3 separate regions of the Mus musculus genome follow, and all the other regions are linked to region 3. A link is a contact called in public HiChIP or PLAC-seq and promoter capture Hi-C data. All regions are on one chromosome and are shown on one strand. Each heading gives the region's core, a stretch centred on a gene start, on an enhancer-like site or on the middle of the called end of the contact. The rest is flanking DNA. Distances are from core to core; before and after follow the strand shown. Region 1 overlaps Ctcf (CCCTC-binding factor). Region 2 overlaps Dus2 (dihydrouridine synthase 2). Region 3 holds the start of Nutf2 (nuclear transport factor 2).

Region 1 (4,729 bases), core at 1,670-4,169, 210 kb after region 3:
AGCACTCCAAAGATGGAGGCAGGACAATCTGAAGCACACGGTCACCTTCATCTTAACAGGAAGTTTGAGGGAAGCTTAGCCTACAGATCCTGTCCAAAAAAGAAGTATTCACAGCATCTATAACAATATATTAATCTTGTTATATAAAACAAAGAAACACTAATATTTATATGTACAGTATAAAGCCAAAAGAAAAAGCTGGGCAAAAACCACAAATATACTGGGGAAACCTGGAACAGTTTGCTCAAGTCAATACTCCAGAGGTACAAGCAAAGGACCAGAAGTTCAAAGACACCACAGGTTCTACCCGACATCCCCTTCCTTGAAGAAAACAAAACAAAAACCCAACCACCACCAACAACAACAACAACAAAAACCTCCAAAACACCACCACTACCAATGGTAGTAAAAACAAATGGCATAGCTTAATGGCAGAAGGCATGCCTGAGGCTCTGGGTCCCATCCTGTATACCAAATCTAACAAAACCCTCAAATGGGAGATAAAGAAAAAATATTTGGAACCTCACTAGTAAAGAAAGAAATAGAAGTAGTGTGGCAGCACTGGCTATAGCTGTCTAACAGTTACTTTCCAATGTTTGTCATGTTGCAGTGAAATTAGTAACTGATAACGTGAAGAAAGGAAAGCCCGGGATAGTTAAGTGCCATGATTAGCTGAGTGCTGCACATGTTCAAAACTGACACAAAATTTCCAAGTACCTTTGACAAAGGTTCCATTAATAGGTGGTCATGGAAACTCCTGATAAAGACAGTGCATGCTCCTTTGCACACTTGGGAGGCAGAGGCAGGTGAATCTCTGAATTAGAGGCTTGTCTGCTCTGCAGAGCAAGTTCCAGGACAGCCAGGGATTCATAGAGAAATACTGTCTCTAAAAACAAAACAAAAAACAAAAGAGTAAAGGGATCAGATTTGTTAACCACTAATATTAGAAAAATATTGTAGTGTATTTTTTTATTTTAATATTTTGTGTGTGTGTGTGTGTCTTGCACTCAGGAGCCATAGGAAATCAGAAGAGAGCATCAGATTCCCTGACACAGTATTTACAGACAGTTATGTTCCACCTAGTAGGTGCTAGGAACTGAAGCTAGGTCCTCTGCAAGAGCAGTTAAGTACTCATTTTTGGTTTTGTTTTCCTCTGTATCCCTGGCTATCCTGGAACTCACTCTGTAGATCAGGCTGGCCTCGAACTCAGATCCACTGGTCAAGTGAATCCCCTCCCCAGCGCTGGGACTTTGTGTGCCACCTTGTCCTGTCAGTTCAGTATTCTTGATTGCTGAGCAGTAGGTAGTTCCCCCCAAGGGTAAGAATAAACAGAATTAGTCATTAAGAACCAAAACCTTGGTGCTAGTGAGATGGCTTTGCTTTAGTCGGCAGACATGACAACCTGAATCCAACACTCTGGATTCCCTAGGTAGAGACAACCAATACCTGCAAGTTATCTGCTAACATACCCATGCCACTGTAAATGTGCTCATGAGTGCACAAACACACAAACCAAGAATAACAAAACACACACCAGAATTCCAATTCTTGTTTTTTCTACCAATAAGCAAGGAGATCTACAGTATATTATCTTCTTTGCCTCAGTTTCTCTTTCTGTAAAAAAATAATGGTACCTACTCCACAGATTTCTTTAAAGATAAGAGAACTACTGTATGGCGGCAGGCTTCTGGGACCTTAAAGGCCACCATCCAAGATGACAAAGAGCGTTTTAGGCATTTAGGTGAACTGTAGCACTAACATGCCTTTTTTGTTTGTTTGTTTTGAGACAAGTTTTCTCTGTGTAACCCTGGCTGTCCTGAAACTTGTTTTGTAGACCCTGCCTCTGCCTCCCAAATACTAAGAACAAATATGGGCATCACTACCCTCTGTTTGTGCATGCCTTAATTGCCTAAAATTCTAATAAAAAATCTTAAAAGTCCCCCCTGAAAATGTCTTTTTGGATAAATTCCTAAGTTTCTATAAGAATTGGTGACTGATTAAATACCAAAGGGGAGATTAAGACTTCTTTAAAGAGCCAGGCGTGGTGGTGCACGCCTTTAATCCCAGCTCTTGGGAGGCAGAGGCAGGCGGATCTCTGATTTCGATAGAGACCAGCTTGGTCTACAAAGTGAGTTCCAGGACAGCCAAGGCTACACAGAGAAGCCCTGTCTTGAAAAAGAGAGAAAAAAAGAATTCTTTAAAGAAACATGACTGCTGCACATTTGTGGCACACGTATATACATATACTCAGGTATACATACTTATCAGAATATACATATGTTTTAGTTTTGTAAGAAATCAAATTGGGAGGTAGAGTTGGGAGCCAAGTACTTTTGATGTCCCGGGTTTGGTCTCTAGTATTGCAAAAACAAAATAACAAGTAAAACAGGTAGGGAAATAGCTAAGTAAAACATTGGTCACACATGTGAGGACCCAGAGTCTAATTCACAGAACCTATGTAAAAAAGCTGGCCACCCAGCAAATCAAACCAGCACCATCAAATTTGCAATCACATGCCCAGGTATTAATTTTTGACTACATAAATCTTAGTAGTGTAGCATGTAAGATAATGTAGTTAAATGTATTCAATTGTTCCTAGGAAACTATCAAAACAAATACTTCATATTCATCACTGCAGCATTTAGTCATTGGGAGAAAAGTTATATTTTCAACAATCTGTTACTGATAAGATAAAACTGGGTTTGGCTAGATATAGTGGCATATTCCTTTAATCCCAGCACTCAGGCGACAAGAGGCACACGATCAATATACATAGAGATGCTGAGGAGAGCAAAAACCTGGGTTTCATGGTACATGCCTGTAACTGCACATGAAAGGCAGAAAGAGAGGACTGCTGAGAATGCTGAGGTCATCCTGATCTACATAGTGTTCCAGAGCAGCCAGGGATATGTGAGTGCTCGCCTCACAACAGGAAGTAAGGCCTGTGAGGTGGTGGGGCGAGCACTCAGGAGACAAGGGCAGCAGGATCTGGAGCCAGGGCCATCACTGGCCACAAAGCTGGAAGCCAATCTAAGCTGTATGAAACCCTAGCTCAAAAGTCCTATATGTACCATATATTGTAACGTCTGCTTCACAGCTTATATGAGAAATTCATTCTTATTATAAATTTACACTGTAAACAACAATAACAACAAAAGTCCTTCATGAACTGGGAATATAAGGTGCCCAGTGACAAAGTGCCTGCCTAGCATGGAGAGAATGATTAACAAGACAGTCTTAATTATTTGTTACAGAAAACAGATAGAATGTTAAACAAAAAGTTGTGACTTTGTTTGTAAAACAGACTCCAGTTGACTGACCAACTTATGATCCTGCCTTAGCCTCTCAAGTAGCTCAGATTATAAACCTATGGTAGCAAGCCAGGCATAATATATACACTATGCAAACAAACAAAAGTCAATTGGGATCTAGCTCAGTGGTAGAGTGCTTGCCTAGCAAGTGCAAGGCCCTGGGATTGGTCCTCAGCTCTGAAAAAAATAAAAGTAGGTAGCCTCAGCTGGGGATATCCTATATATATCAAGCCAACTGGAGCTGCCCACTTAAGACCCTGTCTCAAGAAGACAAAGGAGCCCTCAAGTAGTTCAATCAGTAGAGAGGACTTGGTTTGATAGATACTAAACACTGGGTTTGAATCTCAGAACCATATAAACCATGCAAAGTGCCTCCAACCTCAGCACTCAGAAGATAGAGGCAGAAAGACTGGAGCTCAAGGCCAGCCTGAGGCTACAAGAAACCAAGGAAAGAAAACAGGAAAGTAATAAAAGGAGGGAACAGTAGCACCAAGTTTTTACTGGCTTAAAACAAATTTTTTTTTGAGCCAGGCGTGGCGCACACCTTTAGTCCCAGCACTCGGGAGGCAGAGGCAGGCAGATTTCTGAGTTCGAGGCTAGCCTGGTCTACAAAGTGAGTTCCAGGACAGCCAGGGCTATACAGAGAAACCCTGTCTCGAAAAACCAAAAAAAAAAAAAAAAAAAAAAAAAAAAAATTTTTTTTAAAGCAACAATTATGAAAGTCTAACATGAAGGTCACTGAACAAAGGTCAATATGAACCATGAGATATCAACATAAGGCAGAAAACGAGGCAGATACTTTGATTTGCAACTTACTACGTAAATCAGGCTAGTCTTGAAACTTTTAAGTCTTTCCTGCCTCTTGCCTCTGAGCAGCTCGTGTAACTCAATTTACTTTGCAGATCTTTTGTTTTGTTTTTCAAGACAGCATCTCTCTGTGTATCTTTGGCTGTCCTAAAACTCACCCTGTACACCAGGCTGACCTCAAATTCAGAGATCCACCTGCCTCTGCCTATCCCAGCTTCCAGGTATTTTTCTAAAAAAGACTTTAAGTGCTCTGTGTCGTCACCTTGGCTGTCCTGGAACTCCATCTGTATACCAGGCTGGTCTTTTGCCTCTACACCTGGCAATTTTTCTCTTCTTTCTTTTGCTTTTTCTTCCCTCCTTTCTTTTTTTTAAAGAGATATTTCATTATGGCCAAGCTGCTTGTGAATCTTCTACCTCAGCCTCCAAAGAGTGTTAAGATTACAAGTGTGTGCTATCACACAAGCTTAAAATTACATGTATTTTTTTTATTTAAAAAAAAAAAAAAAAAAAAAAAAAGAACGCTACCTGGGTTAGAATTCTAAGTGTGTGGGCTGGTGAGATGGCTCAGTGGGTAAGAGCACCTGACTGCTCTTCCAAAGGTCCGAAGTTCA
Region 2 (4,660 bases), core at 106-2,605, 180 kb before region 3:
CTAGCCTTGAATTCTAAGATTCATCTCTCTCTGGGGTCAAAGGCATGTGCCACCACTGCCCAGCAACTGGCAGCTTCCTTTCTGAGTAAAAGGAATAGTCCCTGGGTGGCAGCCCAAGAACCAGAATGGGAAAGGAAGGTCTTTAGGAGCCTAGGCTCTGTCCTCATGAATCCTCCTATTTTGAAAAGTCATATATACAAATATATAAACTGGAAGCCGGGCGTGGTGGCGCATGCCTTTAATCCCAGCACTCAGGAGGCAGAGGCAGGAGGATTTCTGAGTTCGAGGCCAACCTGGTCTACAAAGTGAGTTCCAAGACAGCCAGGGCTGTACAGAGAAACCCTGTCTCGAAAAACCAAAAAACAAACAAACAAACAAACAAATATATAAACTGGAAAAGGAAAATATGACACTTTTAACATGTTTTTAAATGCTTCTTATATAACAATTAGGAAAGGTTGCAAAGAAAGATCAAGACGTTAACACGGGAAAATAGTCAAGGAGGCAGCATGACATGGCAACGTGAGAATCAGAGACCAAGAGAGAGACAACCCGGCCTGAATGTCTATGGCATTGCTATCTTCTTCCTACATCAAAAATCTCAGGTCAGGCACGAGTGTGAGGAAGGTGATCTCAAACACTGGACTCCTACCCTGCAAAAGGTGCCTCCTAGGCAACAGCTACCAGGCAGGCAGGAGGACTTGCATTTACCTGAATTCTAGACAGATGAGGGCAGCGGAGAGCCGGTTACAGTAAAACAGGCCTTATCTGAGAGCTAAGGATATGAAACTGTTGAAAGGCCAACAGTTCACCACCAAGACCCTCCCTGCTGGCCAGGCGGGCAGGAACACTCTCCAGGTGCTGCCTCACACAGCAGACTAGACCTGATTGCCCAGAGTCATCCTGGCAAGCCTTAAATTTGTACTTTAAGGAAGGGGGACACTGCCAGGCCCATGAGGATCCATCAGAAAAACTCTCACTCCAGCTAGGCATGCTGGCACATGCCTCAGCACTTGGGAGGTAAAGGCAGGAGGAGCAGGAGTCCAAGGTCATTCTTGAATCATAAGGAGCCCAGAGTACGTGAGACCTTATCGCAAAACACATCAATCAATCAATCAATCAATCAATCAATCAATTCCACATTAGTTTAATAACTCTGGTTCACAGCAACATATCTAGAAGGTTCCCTGGCGAGTGCTAACTTTGAACCTTTGAAATGCAATGACGAAAATACCAAGTGGTTTGATACAGTTCTCAGCCTTAGAGGGCTCCCTTTTGATTCATTCTAAGTAGCTCTAGGTACTTTCTAGGCATTCCTGTTCACATTCACATTCACAACCAGGAAGGAGATTAGGGAAGTGAAAGACCCGGTCACTTGCTAGGACCACATGAGGGAAGAACAGGCAACCTGAGGCTGTCTTAGCAGTGTGGACACGCCACCACCCAGAGCTAAATCATGTCACATGTCCCTGCCAGAGGAGGGGAAGGACTAGGACTAGGGATGAAATTCACATCTAGTGAGGAACAGAATATCCAACCATGAGCAGGCTTGTCTCACCAGATCTACTGGCTAGCCTAAAATACATAAGATTCTCTCTCTCTCTCTCTCTCTCTTTCTCTCTCTCTCTCTCTCTCAAAAAAAAAAAAAAGGAAAGAAGGAAGGAAGGAAGGAAGGAAGGAAGGAAGGAAGGAAGGAAATTTGCCATTATTAGCTCTGTCCCACCCTTAACTTCTTGGTTCTAGAGATGGGTTTCACTGTGTACCCCAGACTGTCTTGGACTCTGTTACACAGTGCAGGATGCCTCAAACTCAAAACCCTCCTGCTTCAGCCTCTTCAGTACTGATTAACATTATAAGTATCTGCTACCTTTTTTTTTTCTTCAGTTTATTTCAAGACAGGGTTTCTCTGTGTAGCGCTGGCTGTCCTGGAACTCGCTCTGTAGACCAGGCCGGCCTCGAACTCAGGGATCCACCTGCTTCTGCCCTACTCCCTACATTTGGGATTAAAGTCCTGTGAAACACTTTTAAGTGTAAGTAATCCAGTTACCTTCACAGTATAGTTAAGCCACTATCACTATGTATTTCCATAGTTTTTTCCTGACCCCACGTGAGCAACCTTATCTTGAGAAAACTTTCAGAGTACCCACAAAGCTCTCAGCCAGTTCCCAGCTTGCCAGTACAGTGTGGACGTGAAATGAACCCTGCCCGACATGCCTAAGTCACATCTAACTTGGTGGAAGCCTGAAGCCTCTCTTTCATGAAGTAAAGAGCACTCACTAGGCCAAGCTGGCACACGTGACCGTAGCAGAATGAAGCAAGCTTCTGAGACGGCGTGCATTCCTGCTGCCTCTTACCAAATGTGTTCTTTACGTGGGGCAGGGGCAACATCACTGGCCTACTTAGTCAGGTGATGGAAGAGAGGGAAACCGCCTGTGTGTACACGTGAACTGGAGCCTCTTGTGAGACATCACTTAGTACTTTAAGGAAGGGGGACACTGCCAGGCCCATGAGGATCCATCAGAAAAACTCTCACTCCAGCTAGGCATGGAGTGTGGAAACCATTCTGAGATCCACAGTTGTCCCCTCCGTTCTACACAGGGCCTCTGACTGCAGGCTCTAAAGCCTAGGCTGTTACTGAACTGTGGCTAGGATCTCAAGAACTACCATAGCCTCCTGTAGCATCAGGTATCACAGAGAAGGAACACTAATGCTGCGGCTAGGAGTCACAAAGCCATAGCTTCTGAAGTTGGCTTTGTCTGCCACACATTTGAAAAAGGGTCTTAAGCAATTTCCTCTTTCCTCTCTGTGCTTTGTTTGGCTTTGATCTTTTGAGACAAGGTCTTAGTCCAACCTGACATTGAATCCCTAACACGCCTGCCTCCTCCTCCCAACTGCTGGGATTTCAAATGTACATGTACCACATCATCCAATTCAGTTTCAATAAACTATTCTACTTTCGTCTGTTAAAATCATTTTTAGGTTCTTGTTTTTAACCTGTCTATTTAGGCTTTTTTTTTCATTTATTTATTTGTTTGTTTGTTTGTTTGTTTGTTTATATGAGGGCTCTGTCTTCATATACACCTGCATGTCGGAAAAGGGCATCAGATCACATTACAGATGGTTGTGAACCACCATGTAATTGCTGGGAATTGAACTCAGAGCCTCTGAAAGAGCAACCAGTGCTCTTAACCACCGAGCCATCTCCCCAGCCCCTAGTTTGGTTTTTTTAGCTTAGTATTTTTTTTTCCCAATTAAAAAGGTAACAGTGGTCTGGTGGTATGAGGTATTTTAAAATAAGAAATGTCCCCTAAACATGTTTGGGTGTTTGGATACTTGTTCCCCAGTTGGTGGTGCTGTTTGAAGAAGTTATGGGGAGAAACAGTCCTGCTGTACAAAGTATATCCCGGGGAGACAGGCTTTGAAAGTTAAAAGCCTTACAACACTTCCAGTTTACTCTCTCTGATGCAGGTTTGTAGTCAAAGATGTGATCTCTCTGCTTCCTGCTCTTGCCTGGTTGCCGCCATGCCTCCTGCTGTTGTGGACTCTTATCCCTCTGGAACTATAAGCCCATTAAACTCCTCCATTTGTAAGTTGCCTTGGTCACAGTAGTTTATCACAGCAACAGCAACAGAAGTAAAACATAGTGCTATAGTGCTAATGTGGGAGGAGTATTTGGGCTCAAGAGTCTGAGAGTAGCATGAGCAACACAAGTAGACACTCTCAGAGAGAGGGAGGGAGAGAGAGAGAGAGAGAGCAAGAGAGCGAGCGAGCGCAAATGCCTGCTATGTCTATTTCAAGGGATTCTGAGAACAAATGAATGAAACACACACTGTAATGTGCATTGAAAAAGAAACATCAAGGACACATTATATGATAATAGATTAGAGGGACATTATCTGAGGTTATGCAAGAGAAAAGAAGACACCTAGCATATAGAGATCCCCCTATATCCCAGAGATCCCTTGGCATGATGAGTATATAGGATTGAGCTGTGACGGCCAGCATACACCATGGCAGCTCTCACTGGTTGGGTCTGACTGCAAAGTCTCTTGAGTCTGTAAGAAGCACGGAGGTTCAAAGCTCAGGCAGGGAAGTGGGATGGAGGATGTGAAGGAGGACATAAGAGTCAGCAGAGCAAGAAGGGGAGAGCTGGTGAAAAGAAGAGAGAACCCGTGCTACGGCCACTTGTTATCTACACGTGCCCAGGCAGCCCTCAGTACTAGGTATCAAATGCCAGCCTATCTCCTGGTCCTCATTTAAGCCCATTTGTATACTCTCCAAAGGAGGAAACAAGGGGAGACTAGCTTCAGCTGGCCTCAAGTAATCCTGGCCTGGGCTGCTCTCAAAGGGCATTATGGCACAAAACTAGAATCTCAGCACTCAAGAGGCTGAGGCAGGAGGATTGTTCATTGTCCAAGGCCAATCTAGACTACATAGCAAGTGCCAGGCTAGACAGAATTATATAGCAAGACCCCATATCAAAAAGAAAGGTTGGGGAGCAAGGGATGGGAAGTGACCTGTGGTATACACTACCCACACGATCCATATGCAGGGATACCCTGCCACTCTCGTCCAGCCCCCTAGGAAAGGGCTACCCATCTACACACAGACTCCGGAACTTGCTCTGACCCAGAGTCATCTGCCCTCTGCTCTCAGATGA
Region 3 (4,290 bases), core at 1,064-3,563:
AAGATGCAAAAGTATACATAGCCTAGTGTTTATAAAGTTAAGGTTTGATTCCTACCCAGCACTATGAAAAGAGGGGAGAGGGAGAGGGAGAGAGATATCTCCTCTGCACACACCACCCAAAAGCTTGGAATATGCAAGCTGATCTACAGCCATAAACACAACTCATCTAAAACTGAGACAAGCTGGAGTTGGTTTTAGTTCTTTGAGGCGGGGTCTCATGTATCCCAGGCTGACCTTGAATTTCCCATGCAGCTGAAGATGTAACTTGTGATCCTCATGTTCCTACCTCTATGATGGTAGGTAAGTAAACTGGACTGCAAGCTTGTACCACCATACCCAGTTTATTCAGTGCTAGTGATCAAACAAGAAATCTATCAACTGAGTTACATCCCTGTCTCCAAAAAAAGTGTGGAAATAGCTGCTTTTAGTTCCAAGTGGCTCCTACTTCTTTGACCTTTTATGTTCTGTGGATAGTCCTTCCCAACTGCTTAGCTTAGCACACCAGGGAGTCTCTCCAGAGCCTATTGGCTAAGCCTTACTTCCATGTGCTTAACAGCTATAATAGAGATTAAGAAGCTGAGTCAGTCCATAGAAGGTAGGCCCTGGTGAGAGCTGAGCAATTTGCTTGTGGCCTTTGACTAGGGAGAATGACTGGACAGAGAACTGTACTGGAGGGGGAAAAAAAAAATCAAGTGAAAGCCAGAGCAACAGTACTGAGGAAATATTCAGGGAGCAGGGGGCGCTAAAGATAGTGGCTTTCAGCTTTCTGGCCCTAAGTCAGTCATCCTAAGAGACTGGGCACTCTGCTTGCCCAGGTCTCTGGGACCTCTTAGGCCTTTTAAGAACTGTGACACAGAAGCCAGCAACAGACCAGAGAATTCAACCTGACAAGAGATGCTTTCTGCCAAGTCCTGGGAGCTTTTCTCCACTAGTTCCTAATCATCACTCAAAACAGAAGTGCATTCTCAAAGCCTGCCTACTAGTAACTAGTCAAATACACTACATCTCCAGGAATTCAAGGTGATGGATGACCTGAGGTGCCATTGCTAAGGTACTTTCTCTAGACCCATCCAGCTTCTTGACTGTTCACAGGCAGCCCTAGCACACGTGAAGAGAAAGCAGACATCGTGACTTCTAGTTCTAGATCTACAAAACAACTTCAAAAGGCAAAAACAGTCTAAGCCAGTGCCATAGGCACAAGGCCCCTTCCACCTTCTCTGGGCTCAAAAACCTCAAGCATGGAGTCCATTTCTTCATGAATTAAATCCGACCTCATCACTTCAGTAAGGAGTCATCTTCCTGCTAACTCTAGGAGGTTCTAACGTACTTTAGAATTGGGCCCTGACTGAGAAATCTAACAAAAACACTGGAGGCTCACACAACCCACCCCAGAGCTGGAGTCTAGTCATGGATAAGATTGGAGCTGCCTCTCCAAAGATACTAGGTCCTTATTTTCCAGGACTAGCTAGAGGTAAAGTCCCACGAGGCATCCCCTCCCACCCCAGAATCCCTGCCCTTGTCCTCCATGCTGGACACTGCAGCACCGGTTCTACCGAGGTAGAGGTTAAGTTTCGTGCACTCCCAGCAGGCAATCAAGCAGAGAAGCGTTCACCTACATCCTAGCCGGGCTATGGTTTGGAACCGGGCAATGGTCCCAAGCCCCAGCAGCGGCAGGAGGGCCACCCTTACCCATGCTGGCTCTGGAGCGAGCTGGGTGGCGTTGCCCATCCCCGGATCTTCGCCGGCGGGTGGTGGGACGTGGGTCTGGGATCGGCCCGCCAACCTGCCTGCAGAGGTTGCAGGATTCGAGCAAGCCAGGCAAGGCCACACAGGGCCGGGCCCTGAGAGCTATCCTGATCGTCCGGACAAAAGAAAAAGATCTGGCCATCAGCCAAGACACAGGGTGGCCCGGACAGCCGTCCATCAGGCTCTCAGCATTCCCCGGGCCGCGGCCGCAGACAATCCGCGGTAGGCGGAGCCGCGCGCGACACATGGTGCGGGCCCCGTGCCTCTTCGGGCCGCCGTGGGGGTGTGAAGAGGGGAGGGGCCTCCCAGGGCCTCGAAGCAGAAGCTCCCGGCGGCCTAGAGCGCGGCTCCTGCGGCCCAGCCCCCGCCCCGGAGCGCTGGCCCCAACACTCACCCGTGGGGCTGGCACGATGGCGGCAGCGGCGGCGGCAACCCAGCGCGGTCTGCGACCGACTGTCCCTTCCCCCTTGCCTTCCCTCGCCCGTCCCGCTGCACTCAGGGAAACGTAGTCCCAGTATGCTCCTTATACGCCTTAGTGAGCTTAGCTAGAACTACATTTCCCAGAATGCCATTCGCAGAGGCGCAGCCACGGCTCGCAGCGCGGGAGGAGAGGCTAAGTTAGGGAGGGAGGCGGTCCGGGTGAGCCCCTGAGAATTGTGGTCTAGCGGAAGCCTCTGGAACACGGAGTTGGCGCCAGGCAAGGATCAGGTCTCGGTTGTAGCTGGGTCCCAGCTGGCTTGGCCCCGCCTAAGTGTATGTGGCCTATGGAGCCTGACCCCGCCTCCATGGGAGCCTGGTTTAGCTTGGAGCTGGCTGGCTTGTCCCAGCAGCCCCTCCCTAGGCCCCTAGTCCAAAGCCTACTCCCTTTAGGCGCCCTGGCTACCAGCTCTGCTCCTCTAGCATCAACCCACGGGGGCGAAACCCACTCCTCTCTTGTTCAATGAGTTAGCTGTGTCTCAGAGGAAGCCACTTATCCCAAAGTTGGTTGGAAGGTAACTAGGTTTTTATTGAAACTCTAAACACTCATCTAAGGTGGGCCCATAGTTGGAGAGGTTAACCTCACGTGTACAGAGAGGTATTTTTAAAAACAGAATCGTGAGGGTTTTCTTTTTTTGATTTCCAGGTTTACTTGTTTTGTTGGAGCAGACAGGGCAACTATTTTTGTTTGTTTATTTGTGTTGAGGAGGGATGAGCCACGACATGGGTGTGGAGGAGAGAAGCAGCTTTCTGGAGTCAGTTCTTCCACCATGGGGGCCTTGAAATCAGATTCTCTCAGGTTTAGCGACCCACGGAGCCAGCTCACCTTCCAACTTTAATTTTTATTGAAAGATAACTGGCGAAACGTAATTTTCCTAAATGGCCAGACTGTAAATAATCTTCCCACCCCTTCCCCTTTACTTTCAATATCCTTTTCAGTTTCCTGGGTGACACAAATATTTGAAGTAACGCCTCTCCGTCCCGCCTGTGCTGGGCAAATGGCTCTGCTACCAACCCACAGAACCACAGAAAAGGAAAATGGCTGCAAACACCCCTATCTTCCTAGTCAGAAGACTCTTTAATACTTCTGTTTTGCCCTCTTAGCCTCACCCCACCTCCTGGAGATGACTGATAAAACCAGGCTAAGCTTCTTGATTAAAGCCCCTGTCTAAACTGGGCAGTGGTGGCACGTGCCTTTAATCTCTGCACTTGGGAGGCAGAGACAGCAGATTTCTGAGTTCAAGGCCAGCCTGGTCTAAAGAGTGAGCTCCAGGACTTCCAGGAGACAGAGAAACCCTGTCTCGAAAAACAAAACAAACCAAAAAAAAAAAAAAAAGAGAAAAAAAATCCTCTGTCTATCCAGACCACTTTGCTTGGTCACTAAGAACTCCATGTTACCCTGTTGGCGACACATCAGGAGCCTGACCCCACCAAGAAAACAAAACACAAGCAAATCATGAGACAGGATGAAGGATCCAAGGAATGTTGCTAATGGGTTCAAAAGAACCAAGGTGACAGCATCTGTTCTTTGGAAGACCAGGAACTCAAGGACAGGCTGGAGAGAGAAGCCCCCATTCTAAGGGAAGGGTATTGGTTGGTAGCCTGAAAATACACTGCTGTGTTTTCACCACCTGATCACAAGCCAGAGCTAACCCTAAGAGGCCGATGTAGCTTCTTCCTAAACTGGGCACCTATACAGCACATACAGCAGCTTTCTTTTTGTTTGTTTATTTGGTTGGTTGGTTTGGTTTTTTTCTAGACAGGGTTTCTCTGTGTAGCCCTGGCTATCCTGGAGCTCACTCTGTAGACCAGGTTGGCCTCAGAAATCCGTCTGCCTCTGCCTCCTGAGTGCTGGGATTAAAGGCGTGCTCGACCATGCTTGGCTAATACTGCAGCTTTCTCAAGACCCATTTCCCAACTCAGAGCCAAAGGACAAAAAGGGAAGTAGACCCTGGTGTCTTGGGTTCACTCCAGCTTACAGTCATAGTCAAGTTTAACAGAGCCAGAGCCTAAGGAGGTAGAGTACACGCATGTCCCAACAGTCACAGAAACAGGTAATGTTAAAAG

Evidence for each region. Promoter capture Hi-C pulls out the DNA fragments that hold promoters and counts their contacts. HiChIP or PLAC-seq counts read pairs in DNA pulled down with a chosen protein or histone mark.
Region 1: a contact with region 3 is called in a promoter capture Hi-C map of the HPC-7 cell line. The contact joins the enhancer-like site here to the promoter of Nutf2 in region 3. A contact is called at or near these places in 9 of 39 promoter capture datasets (the C10 cell line, the HPC-7 cell line, cranial neural crest and 6 more), 9 of 115 datasets of contacts at active chromatin or transcription factors (the 230-238 cell line, the SCID.adh cell line, bone marrow-derived macrophages and 5 more) and 2 of 9 other capture datasets (adipose tissue and liver).
Region 2: a contact with region 3 is called in an H3K4me3 HiChIP or PLAC-seq map of bone marrow-derived macrophages, with 2.5 times the contacts expected there. The contact joins the enhancer-like site here to the promoter of Nutf2 in region 3. A contact is called at or near these places in 6 of 39 promoter capture datasets (cranial neural crest, embryonic stem cells, liver and 3 more), 1 of 15 datasets of contacts at CTCF or cohesin (embryonic stem cells), 3 of 484 Hi-C or Micro-C datasets (cerebral cortex, erythroid progenitors and stem cell-derived neural stem cells), 15 of 115 datasets of contacts at active chromatin or transcription factors (the SCID.adh cell line, bone marrow-derived macrophages, cardiomyocytes and 7 more) and 4 of 9 other capture datasets (adipose tissue, liver, macrophages and 1 more).

Annotation. Positions count from the first base shown.
Region 1 is chr8:105,649,536-105,654,264 of GRCm38.p6, reverse strand. All of the region lies in intron 2 of Ctcf (CCCTC-binding factor), which reads right to left. Among named protein-coding and RNA genes, the nearest start is that of Gm5914, 14 kb to the right of the region's middle. Within about 2 kb of position 2,919, at least 11 of the 459 cell types and tissues checked have an H3K27ac peak or open chromatin away from gene starts, as enhancers often do. A contact at or near this core is called in the HPC-7 cell line and bone marrow-derived macrophages, where this site is marked.
Region 2 is chr8:106,036,521-106,041,180 of GRCm38.p6, reverse strand. The region is part of intron 7 of Dus2 (dihydrouridine synthase 2); the gene reads right to left. Among named protein-coding and RNA genes, the nearest start is that of Nfatc3, 21 kb to the left of the region's middle. Within about 2 kb of position 1,355, at least 18 of the 459 cell types and tissues checked have an H3K27ac peak or open chromatin away from gene starts, as enhancers often do. A contact at or near this core is called in bone marrow-derived macrophages, where this site is marked.
Region 3 is chr8:105,858,556-105,862,845 of GRCm38.p6, reverse strand. Nutf2 (nuclear transport factor 2) reads right to left here and starts at 2,313. Exons shown (of 5, transcript NM_026532.4): 1 at 2,141-2,313.